2 separate regions of the Mus musculus genome follow, and region 1 is linked to region 2. A link is a contact called in public HiChIP or PLAC-seq data. All regions are on one chromosome and are shown on one strand. Each heading gives the region's core, a stretch centred on a gene start, on an enhancer-like site or on the middle of the called end of the contact. The rest is flanking DNA. Distances are from core to core; before and after follow the strand shown.

Region 1 (6,332 bases), core at 2,517-5,016, 230 kb before region 2:
TTGAAAGCAACGTCCTAAAACCTACCATAAAGGTTGAAAGCATCCACTTACAGATACTGATTAATTAACAGTAATGTCTGTTATCTGCACCAGTTGGAGCCAGTGACCTCATCCCTTGTAAAACTGTTAAAGATTTCTGTAACCTTTTTTCTGTAAAAGTTTCTGTAACAGCCTCGTTCCCTTCCCCATGGGGTATTTTCTGTGCTGTTCAATGAATACAGAGCAAAGTCCTTTGTTAGAGACAGACACACACAGTCACACACTGTCAGAAGATAGAAACAAGGACAGTTCTCAGCCTTCAGGCAGGCGCGGACTCATACAAGAGACAGGGGTGGAAGACAGAAGAAACATGAAGTAGAAAATCCAAGTCTGGGCTCAGGCTGACAGACTCCAAGGGGAAATACCATTCCTTACAGCCACACCGATGCATTATTGATGGCTCAGAGCTAAGCCCTGATGCTTGTAATCATGCCTTTCCTCCCTTAGACACTTGAGACTGTAAACTCTGAGTGGCTTTGTTTTGTTTTGTTTTGTTTTTTTTCATTTTGATTCACAAAAAAAAAAAAAACAAAAAACAAAAAAAAAATCAGAAAATAGAATTTAGTAAAAAACAAAAATTATTGATAATCTCACCAACCACAAATTAGCATGTTAAACATTTGGTACAACTTTTGGGACAACTTTTTTGGACACATAGCCATACTTGTAAGAAATAATCCATAGTGAGTCGTTGCCATGGTGGGTGGTACACACCTGTAATCTCAGGACGTGGGAGCTACAAGCAAGAAAATCAGGCTGTATGAGTTCAGAGCCTGTCTAGGCTGTATAGATACTTTCAAAAACAAGGGCCAGAGTCATAGAGTACTTGCCAAGTGTGTATAAGGTCCTAAGTTTAAAGAGAGGGGGAGGGTAAAGAGTGGGAGAATAAAAGAGAGGAAGAAAGAAAACCTATAGTTATCATGTATAGTGACACAAAGACAGGAAGATCACAAGTTCAAGACCAGCCTGGGCTGCATCAAAAGTTCAAGGCCAACATACAGGGCATAGTGAAACTTTGTCTTAAAACAAACAGAAAACCTACAAAACCCAACTACATTATAGTCTTGTATTTTGAATCTAAAACTATTAAGCTGTACATATTAATAATATATGCCAGCATCATTTTCAGTTCCTGTGACATGAGACTATGTATGTCACTACTCAATTATTGAGACTTTTGCATGATTCCCTCAGTTATTAGGAATACAAACCTCCAGACCCAGGTAGGGCTCAGGGCGAGTCTTTGGCTGGCTTCTTCCCTCCCTTGGTAAGGATTAGCCTCCAGCAGGTCAACTCACCTCTTTAAACCTCAAGTTCAGCAAGACCATCATTTCCCCCAAAGCGCCTTCACACAAGCAAGTTCTAGGCTCTGGGATCTCAACCAACTTGGATCTAATCACTGGATTTGGCAGCTTGGTGACTGTGGTGTGACCAGAACAGGGAGATCTAATGCTGCCCGTCACAGCCATTTTAAATGTTCTCCACTATTTACTTTCATGAGATTTCCCCCAACATTAATATCTGGAAGCCCAGTTGACAGTTTCTTGGTGCAAACATTTGCACATGACTCTCAATCACAGAGTAGGGCATGGTGAATTTGACTCCACTTTAACGAACTTCATGCTCTTGTCAAACTGTCTTCCAGAAATGAACAGTGTAACCCGGGCTCTGGAAAACAGGAAGCCGTAGTTAGTTTTTAGTTTTGTTTTATCTCACTTTTTAAAAAAGTTCAGATCCAGACTTTAAAGGTTGCTATGCTCAGTTATATATGATGAAATCTGCCTGTATGTTGAAAGACAAACTGAGAAAATACCAATTTTCATGTTATTTGACCATTACATATTAGAGGAAAATGCTACTATGTGTGTTAACAAGTGAGCATGTTTTTATGTCTGTCTCTGTTGGCATTTATCTTGTGGGCTTTCTTCTACTTTCCTTTAGTCTACCAAACTTTACTTTGCTTTTCGAACCTCAATTCCTGTTTCAGTAAACAACACTCATAATAACCTACATCTTAGAATCGTTGGGAGGCTTAAATAAAAATGAACCATCTGATTAACCGTGAGCAGGTTCTGTCCTACGCCAATGATTTTAGATGCCATCACTTTAGTTTCTGATGTTTGTCAGTGTACAGAAACTTTCCATGCTATTATTGAAACCAATAATATTTCATTTACAGCTTCAATGTATTTCTAAGCTTAAAAAAATGAAAAAGAGCCGGGCGGGGCACACACCTTTAATTCTGGCACTCTGGAGGCAGAAGCAGGAAGATCTCTGGTCTACAGAGTGAATTCCAGACAGCCAGGGCTACACAGAGAAACCCCATCTCAAACAAACATATCTATATATAGAAAAGAATACTTTCCACAATTTTATGTTTTTTAGAGTACAATGAGATTGGCAAGAATGTATAGACACTTTATCTAATTTCTAATTCATAAAGATTTAGAAACATAAAACTATCTGGTAATTAATATCACCAGACTATACACTCGAGTGACAGATTTTATGTTACATGTATCTTATGACTTTTTTTTAGTTAGTAATGTAAAATACCAGCAAATGACTGAATTATATACCTTCAGAAGGTGAACTGAGTTAATATGACTTAATATTTCAATAAAGCTCTTTTTAAATTTAGCTACCTAGAAAAATAAAAGTTCATCTAGAGTAGTTTCAGAATACTTCCAAGTGAAGAGGCTTTTGTAAGAATTGCTTTGCACTGTGATTCATTTATGACAAATATTTACTGAGTGCCCGCTAAGAGGCAAGCCCTGGGCAAGGCCTTGGAAACTCATTTGTGCCCAGGAGAGTCATAGAGATTATAATAAAAGTGTAAGCAAAGAGCTCGGGGGTTAGTCAGTCAGTAAAGTGCTGGGCTGGCCACACATAGGGACTGAGTTCAAATCCCCCCAAACCTAGCAACATATGCCTATGACCCAGCAATCTCAGGGCAGAGAAAGAACTATCCCTGGGGCTTCCTGGCCAGGCAGCGTAGCCAGTGGGCAAGCTTCAGGTTCAGTGAGAGACCCTGTCTCCAAAAATAAAATGAAGGCATTAATGGAAAACACCAATCTTAAAATCTTATCTTTACCCAAATACATACATACTACACCCCCACCACACACTGACACACCCACACACCCACAGGCACACGCATGCATTACAAATCTGAAATATTCTATCCGAGAAAACTTAAGAGTATTGTGTAATGAAGGTGGGGTTGGGGGTAAGATAGGACTCTGAGGAACTAAGCTGTGACTTAGAGAAGAACGGATGTGTACAGAAGAACTTCCGCTTGCATTCCACCACCATTTTAGAATAACTAATAAACAGATTACGGCGACGCTGGATTTTCTGGAAACAGCAACAATCAAAGCAAACACTCCGTAGGTTTCAGGTCTTCTCTTCAGTGCACAGAAATCCACCTGGTTAAGGACTCAACACGTAGGAAATGTTCTGTGCCGCGTGCTTGAAGTTTTCGTGTACTTAGGAATGAAGCTCTGCCCGCCAAAGCTACACCAGGCCTGTGATTCAGGGCTCCCCCCATCCCCCACGCTGCTGGTGGGAGGAGCTCACCTAACTGCAGCACCCCACTATTCTTGCATTCATTTGTGAACTCCTTCCTTTCAGCTCCAGCAAGTTTGCTGCCGTTGGCTTCCACAGAGCCTTGACTGATGAGCTGGCTGCCTTGGGACGAACAGGAGTGCGAACATCGTGCCTCTGCCCCAACTTCATAAACACCGGCTTCATCAAGAACCCAAGCACCAAGTAAGCTGGCCCAGGGTGAGACCAGAGTAAGCTGGGAGCACAGGTGCTTGCAGGGATTTCGCTCTGTGGACTTCCTAAAGAGATTAATCCCTGAACCGCCTGATACCTGATGCTTTCAGGTCCTGATGCTTGTGGGAAAACAGGTGGGGAAACAAGGAGAGAAAGACCGGAGGTCACAGCTGTAAATGCAGACCTGAATGACAGGGTAACGACAACGACTGGTTAATCTTTCCTTTGTTCCTTCAACCCCGATCAGCAGTTTCAGACTCACATACACATTTTTTGTCTCCTGGAGTGCTTGGGACAAAATCTGGGCTCCTGAACCCCAGCGATGATTTACATTGCTTGGTTGGGGTAGGGTAGTGGTGAGGAGGAGGGCGCCTGGATCCCTGGTCAAAAGCCACGTGGGGTGATTCCGGTGATGCTGTGTGGCTGTTCCGCCACAGTGCCCCTCCAGCAGGACAGCACCAGCTTACAGTTTACCAGAGGGTATCAGCTCCTTGCTGTTTACCTTTTAAACACCGCCAACTCCCGAGGTGGAGAGTCTTTGTATGCATAGTAATCATTAGCTCACACAACTGCTGTGGGCGCTTGTCAGTCTCATGGTATCTGCTTACTTGTCTAGGAAGCCTCAGAATTTTAAAGCAAATATCGAATAGCCCTTCCTGTGCCTGAGACCCCCTTTACATGTCCCATTGGCTGCATGAAGTTTTCCCAAGTGCTCCCCCACGGCCATTAAGTTCTGTGAGGTGTTAGGTCTCTCTCCTTCTACACTTAATCTACCCATATCAGCCAGGAAAAGACCAAACGTAACATTTGAAACAGTGTGTACAGAATGTATAACCATTGTAGAGATAAAAGATCACGCTTAAGCCATGAACCATCGAAGTCTGATAGTAGTATAAGATTTTTTCTCTTTAGTTTTTCCATTGGTGTGTAGTCATTGTTCATGGTATTATATTAAATAATATATAATATTTTCTTTCTTTTAAAAAATTTTTTAACCTAGGAACCTCTGTCTTGTTTCTTTAATCATTTTGAAACCACTAAGTTTTTACAAAGCAATATGCAAGTGATAGTGAGCTAGTAACATTTTACAAAAATTTGTACACTTCTACAGTCTACGCTAATAACAGATTGCCACAAAGCTAGAAATGTAAAATTCATCATGGTGATTTACAGTGTGGTTAGAAGTTACTAAGGAAACCTTGCATTGTCAGTCAATGGATTCCAACACAGAAAATCAAAGAACCTCCCTGTCTTCTAGTTACTAAGAGAATTGTGTGTGATGCTAAGAATCCTGAAGTATATATTTACAGGAAAATGGCTGATAAGAATCAATAGCATCGAGTCAAATCAACTAGGTTTCCTAATAAAATCATAGCTCTGATGTCTACCTTACAGAGGGAATTTGTGATGTTATTAATAAATATAGACACATGTTTTGTTTTGTTTTGTTTTTCGAGACAGGGTTTCTCTGTGTAGCCCTGGCTGTCCTGGAACTCACTTTGTAGACCAGGCTGTCCTCGAATTCAGAAATCCTCCTGCCTCTGTCTCCCAAGTGCTGGGATCAAAGGTGTGCGCCACCACTGCCCGGCTGACACATTTTTACAGGATGTTAAAAAATACATAAGAATAATGTATTCATTGTTACTACTTGAATTTGTAACAGACACTTTACATTTCCTGTGTCTCTCTGTCTGTCTCTGTCTCTATCTGTCGTCTCTGTCTACCTCTGTGTCTCTGTCTTTCTGTGTCTCTGTCTCTCTCTCTGTCTCTGTCTCTATCTGTCTCTTTGTGTCTCTGTTTGTCTCTGTCTATCTCTCTCTCTCTCTGTCTCTGTCTTCTCCCCTTCTCCTGGCTTTTTACAGTTTTCCTGGGTTCCAGGGATGGAACTCACATCACCATACCTGCACAGCAAGCCCTTCACTGCCTGAGTCATCTCTCTGGCCCTTGCTTGTACTTTCATCGTGCCTTATGCACATACACAATTGTATGCATCTATCTACATCCTGGGGACTCACAGATGAGTGAGAGCACATTTGTCTTTCTGAGACTGGCTCAATTCACATTTCCCTGTAAACACTGCAACTTGGTCTTTACGGCTGAGAACATTTCAGTGTGCATATACCATACCTTCGTTAACACACACACACACACACACACACACACACACACACACACGTTGCTGGATGCCTAAGTTGGTTCTATCCCTTAGCTCCGGTAAGTAGAGCTGTGATAAACATTGCCACGTGTCATCTTAGGAGTAGTCTAGCTGGGTCTTATGGTAGATCACCATGCCAAGCGTCTGTCTTCTCCTGTACATTCTCACCAGCGCCTGTGTGAGGAGAGGAGGAGCTTGAATTTGCATTCTGAATGACTGACAGGACCTCACCTGAGCTCTGAGTTGTTTTTGAAACTCAGCCAATCCGACTGGGGGAGGCGGGAACCTCAGTGTAGCTGGTGTGCATCTCTCTGATGGCTGCTGAAACTGAGCAATTATTTTTTTCATGTTTATTGGC
Region 2 (6,154 bases), core at 993-3,492:
TAATTCTAGATCCCTGTGTATGAAGAAGCAAAAGCTCACAGCCTGCAGTAAAACAGAGAAAAACACGATCCAAAGTCCAAGTGCCAGGGCTGGTGTTTTATGACACACTGACCGTTTCTCCTTGGAATACATGCAGATATATTTAGAGGGAAGATCTTATTAATCTACAGGTAGAGAAGCCTAATCACCCGCCTTTTTGTTAAGCTGGCTTATGGTGATGCACTACCCAGCAGAAACGAGAGACACAGATAGAAGAAAGGCTAGGTGTTCCAATACACAGCAGACAAAGCCTTCCACACATATCAATAAAGGGGGATGGGATAGAGAACAGGGCTGGAGCAATGGCCAAGCAATTAAAAGCACTGCATTAACAGGCTGTAACTCTAGTTCCAAGGAATACCTTTGCTTCCCTTGACACTGGGCACACACAAGGTGCACAGGGATACATGCAGGCAAAACACCCAGACACATAATTAATATATAATATATAACATATAACTTGTAATATGTATGTATGTATGTATATTAGGGCTAGAGAGATGGCTCAGCAATTGAGAATGCCCAACGCAGAAGACCAAGGTTTAGTTCCCAGCACCTACATGGCAGTTCACAACATCTGACACTTCAGTTCTAGGAAGCTACTCAGTGCCTTCTTCTGACCTCTGTAGGCACCTGACATGCACCCATACACATAGAGGAAGATAAATAAATCACGCACACGCGCGCGTGGACACACACACACACACACACACACACACAAGGAAGACTACCATGCAAATAAGAACAATTGCAGAAGCCACACCAGTGAAAGGAGGTAACTTCTCGCCTCACAGGCTTGGCAATCTGTAGCTAGAGGTTAATAAAATGCTTTTTATTGTTATGTGAAATGTGAACAGATTAATGGAACTGAAAAGTTACAGAAAATTCTGTCTCTGTGATGGGTTGCCCCATAATATTTCTCTACCTGCTGCAAACTTTAGAGACATTACAAAGAACACCCCCTCCCTTGAAGATTAAAAACCTGCCATCTTGAACTAAGCGGTCTTGGCACATGCCTTTGATTCCATCAGAGGCAGGTGGATCTCTGAGTTCCAGAGGCCAGCCTTGTCTAAGGAGTTCCAGGACAGCAAGGGACACACAGTGAAACCCTATCTCAATAACAACAAAAAGAAGGAAGGAAGGAAGGAAGGAAGGAAGGAAGGAAGGAAGAAAGGAAGGAAGGAAAATCTGCCCCTGCCCTCCTAACACTCCCTTTCTCCATCAAAATGACATTGTTCATTCACTTAGGGGTGGACAGCACCGTTGGCTTCCCAGGAACAACCAGAACCCTGGCGCCACGTGACTATATCATTCTCCGCACTACTCAATTGCGCATGAAGGGCACAGTATCACAGGCCTAGAAGACAATGAGGCTGGCTAAACTTGGCCTCCTTACAGTCATGAGCTGAAAAAAGAGTCTGGCCTGTGGTCACAGCTAAGACAGAAGAATGTAGGCACGCGACCTTTGGGTCTATTATTTTTAAACACTTACTGCATTTAGTTCATCGCTTTTCATCTCTGGAGAAGCAAGTTAATAACGCTGGAACGCTGAACCCGATATGCAAGTGAGGTACTGTATGTACTTCGGCACTGGGGTGTAGAGCCAACCAGCTGCTCTCCTGGGCTCTCCACCTCCGAAGAGCTGCCTCCCAGATCTTTTAAACTCCTAAATCTGATCTTATTCATCACCCCCACACCCACCCACCCAGGCCCAAGCCTCCTACAGGGTTTGCAGCTGCAGAGGGAGGGCGGTGGCAGCAAACATGACCTCCTGTGAGAATCTGAGCACCCAGTCTCCCGGATCCTCACGTCACCTCTCCAAGCAGTGCTCAAGAGCCAGGAGGCAGGAGAGCTCAAGTCTAAGCTCTCTCCATTGTCATTATCAGGCTACATTCCCGTTGTGTGGACAGCTATCTAATCTAGACAGACTCTAGACGTGCCTAGGGTTGTCTTCTTATCCTAGAAGCTCTTGGAGGACACAGATCCCTCCTGAGGGAGCCATTCCTAGCACTGTGCTCACCCAAGTGCCACTTACCCCATCAGATCTGACTGAAGTGATTATATGCAGACACCCGTCAGCCACTAAGAATTCTGTAGAATTCTGCCGCTCTGGAAGATGACAAACCGTGATTCACTGTCTGATACCTAAAATGGATCTTGCCAGCAGATCGTTCTGCCCATGAAATGACTCAAAGCCTCAAGGATGCTGACATCATCCCTTCCCAGAGGCTCCAGGAGAGCCGCTGAGTAACTAACTCCATGTGCTCAGGGAACACTGGGAGGAAGTTAGCAGCTTACTTTACCACAACCGTGAATTCATCATAAAACTGTGCTGGACAGAGAGGGGAAGGGGGAAAAGATGTTTGGGTAAGATATGATAGCAAATATATACTTATTTTTAAATCAACAGACTGGGGATAATGTTTATGTGTTATGCTGGGGTAGAGAGAGTGATCTGCACAAAAGGACACTTGTCAGACATGAGGACCCTGGGAAGTCACATGTCGGTTGGAGGAGAGATCCCTGTGACCTCTCCTCAGACCTCCATTTGGTGCTGTGGCATGTGGCATGTGTAGACCTACACACTATACATGATGGATAGATAGATGGATGGATGGACGGACAGCAAACTGATAGAAAGACAGATGAATGTTATGTTTAGGGCTAAATGGACACTGGGCCTGGGCCTGGGCCTGGGGCTGTCTCTCTTCTTTCTCACTGCTATCTCACGGTCTAGAACTGCATGTGGCTCACCTCACAAGAGGCTCTCTAGCTCTGCACCATGCTTCATCTCTTTCAGTTACTATCCAAAGATAACTTATCCACGGTCACCTTATCTACTCGGGGATCCTGTAATTCTCAATCCAGCTCTAACTCCCTAGGCTACCCAGACACCGGGGAGGGCAAACTGCCACAAACCTGCTCTGTGCTTGGTTGAAAATGAGTTCGCTTCCATGAACACAACACATCTATTTTGAAAAGATGCACTTTCACGACATAATTTTGATAAAACAGGCAGTAGTAAACCATTCTTGTACTGTTTAATGCATCGGCTGATATTCAAGTACCAAACAGGAAAAAAGAAAACAAACAAACAAACAAACAAACAAATGTATTCCCAAATTCATTCAAATGATTCAAAATCATTCAACTCTGAACTAGATAGTGACTGGGTGACCAGATGAACATTTTTCCTCACAAGACATCATTCAGAAGCAAGTTAGTGTTATTGTTGTTTTAAAAATAGCTCTATAGTCCATAAGAAAAATTAAACATGCTAAACATTAAGCGGGGGTATTTTTTGGTTTTGTTTTGTTTTGTTTTTGAGACACGGTCACTTGATACAGTCCATCCTGGCCTTGAACTCCTTATATACACCAGGCTGGCCTTGAACTCACAGAGCTCTGATTGCCTCTGGGATACTGCCAAGCCTAAGTATTTTTAAAACTATCACTTGATAGTTAGTTCCAGATAACTACAAACATTAACAGCAAGCAGAAGGCAGTCCCTCCTGTACATCAGCACTGAACACACAGGAATTGGCAATCCAAAGGAAGAGTCCCTCCCAAAAAATGAACTTCCAGCACACATTCCAGAAAACCCATTGCATCTCGTCCAATAAGGAGACTGTGTGAAGTGAAGCCAGCTTACTAGCACAGCCTCAGCTGGGACAAAGGCTCAGCCCTGAGGCTTTGCTACCCAGCAGCAGGAAGCAACAGGAAAGACTGGCTCTTGGAAAATGAAAGGAAAAGCAGGGTCTGTGTATCGATAACAGTGGGGGAACAATGGGGTGGCATGGAAACGGTTGAGCTACAATTTGTTTCTCTGCGTCCCCAAGGATAAAACGTGAAGGAACACAGTATCATTATCAGCTTGCAGAGACCCACCAAAACAGCTTTCCATTGCTGACTGAGCAGCAGCAGCAGCAACAGCAGCAACAAAAAGTGACAGGGCTCCCATTGTACTCAAAAAAATTCAGTCAGGGGCAGAAAACTGGGGTCCTCCGTCCCCCTCAACAACACAAGCTCTTCCAGCAGAGACCAGGGTCAACTGAATTTTCAGAGTTAAACAGACTGCTGTGGGTAGGTACAAACACACTAAAAAGAGAAACTTTTAAGTTTTCCTTTGTTGCTGTTGGTTTTGTTTTGCTTTGCTTTGCTTTGCCTTGCTTTAAATCAGACTCTGGGCAAACACAGTGACAAAGCACAGGGCGCTCATCTTATTTGCATATTATACAAAGCAGAAAACAAACAAGAACTAATTGTCCATAAAGATGTTTTATAGGAACCTTCGGCATTTCTTTTCCTCTGCATCCTGACTGTATTTACCTCTCCCTTTAAAAATCTAAATTTGAGAACTAATTGTCCATAAAGACATTTTACAGGACCCTGGGCATCCTGACTGTATTTACCTCCTCCCCCTTTGGAAATCTAATTGCCCACGCCACACTTGTTCTCACAGAAAGTTCACTGTTGTAAATAGCAGAGCCAGTCTATTTCTTCTCAGTCCAAGTAGGAGGAAGAGCAACACTCTTCCAGGAGAAAGCTGGAAGCATGCACTGGTGCTTCCTATGGCCACAGCAACGATTACATGTTTCTAAATATTCTCATTTTCATCCTAACCCCGATCACCTCCCACCACCCGCTGTAATTGGCATCTCCTTAAAGCTAAACAGTGAGTTACTGTTTTCCTGGAGCAGTCTCCCTTCATTTAACCTCTGCTATGTGGTGCTGTGAGCTTTACACAGCTTGCTGGGATTCCTTGGGCTGGACTTTAGCCCAAACATCAACATTTACATGCAGAATATATCATCCTTCCCCAAGTACAAGCAGTGGGCTGTTCACTTGCATATGCACAATGGGTATTTATTAATCTCGACAAAGCATCCTACCTTTGTCACTGAGAAACTACTATCTGAAAGCTCAGAACTAGAAGAGGCACACTTAAGGATTCTTAAGAGCCTAAACCCTGGAGAGGGTGTTAACAGTCACATCTCACCTCCCTCAAAAAGCAGAAGCGCACAGATCTGTCATAAATTAAGAAAAAGCAAAGATGCAAAACTAATTCATTTTAGGCAACTATAAAATACTTGTCTTCCAATACAAAGGCATCTTGAATATTATTCATATCACTTAAACTTATTCAAGCCCATAAATAAGTTGGTCTATAGTTTCCTGTGCTTTTAACACTTAAGCCTCAGGGAGACCAACAGAAAATCCACTTATTTCCAGGAAATACAGACTTTTTTATGTGCCAGACCTAAGGAAATAAGATTCTACACCCTACCGAGACACACAAAGGAAGAGATGTAGTCCTAGGAGAAAAAGTGCTGTTCAGGAGGTTAGTTACAATGTTGCAGAATGAGGAGGAAGGACCTCAGAAGAAGTCCCGAGGAGCCCAAATAACTTAGTGCAGTGTGCAGACATCTGAACTGGGTCTTGAAAGATGAGCATTAGTCTTCAGGCAGGGAAGGGACCCCGTGACCCCTGCAGCAAGCCCCGTGAGGAGTGATCAGTCACTCGGGACTGTTTGTACCTATCTCATCCCAACCCCCAACTCGCATTTCTCAGGGATTGAAAGAAGCCCTGATAATTTGTGGGGATGACAGTTTCTTACAAACACCCAGTCTGCAAGGACGCCCTAATTATATCCCAGAGCAGCAACCCAGCAACAAGGGCCTACAATCTTCTCCAGCCACAAGCAATGACCTAAAGTGACTGCACATACAGAGAACTGTGCTGGGAAGGAACCATGCGGACAGGTGGAAGTCAGAATTAAAAAGAAAGTTAACAGGGGCCTCAGATGACAACGTGTTACCAATGAGTGCTCTAAAGGCCCTTTTCTCCAATGCTAAACAGGCACCTGGGGCTATATGAAAGGCTCAGAGCTCCTCTCAGGAACAGACAGCATTATACAAAGGCTTGCTTGCAAACCCTGCTACAGTGCCCTCCTTCAAATGATTTTAAAGATGTACGTATTTTTTGTGTATGTGTATTTGGACTAACGTATGTATGTATGTATGTATGTGCACCATGAACATGCAATGCCCGCACAGGCCAGGAGAGGGTGTCAGCTCTCCTGGAACTAGACTTAGTCTTCATGTGTGCTGAGAATG

The links. HiChIP or PLAC-seq counts read pairs in DNA pulled down with a chosen protein or histone mark.
Region 1: a FOXA1 HiChIP or PLAC-seq map of pancreatic cancer cells shows a contact between it and region 2. The contact joins two enhancer-like sites. A contact is called at or near these places in 1 of 115 datasets of contacts at active chromatin or transcription factors (pancreatic cancer cells) and 1 of 9 other capture datasets (adipose tissue).

Annotation. Positions count from the first base shown.
Region 1 is chr5:104,000,650-104,006,981 of GRCm38.p6, reverse strand. It overlaps Hsd17b11 (hydroxysteroid (17-beta) dehydrogenase 11), which reads left to right. Exons shown (of 7, transcript NM_053262.3): 5 at 3,673-3,810. Among named protein-coding and RNA genes, the nearest start is that of Hsd17b11, 18 kb to the left of the region's middle. Within about 2 kb of position 3,766, at least 41 of the 459 cell types and tissues checked have an H3K27ac peak or open chromatin away from gene starts, as enhancers often do. A contact at or near this core is called in pancreatic cancer cells, where this site is marked.
Region 2 is chr5:103,770,964-103,777,117 of GRCm38.p6, reverse strand. The region is part of intron 1 of Aff1 (AF4/FMR2 family, member 1); the gene reads right to left. Among named protein-coding and RNA genes, the nearest start is that of Aff1, 20 kb to the right of the region's middle. Within about 2 kb of position 2,242, at least 209 of the 459 cell types and tissues checked have an H3K27ac peak or open chromatin away from gene starts, as enhancers often do. A contact at or near this core is called in pancreatic cancer cells, where this site is marked.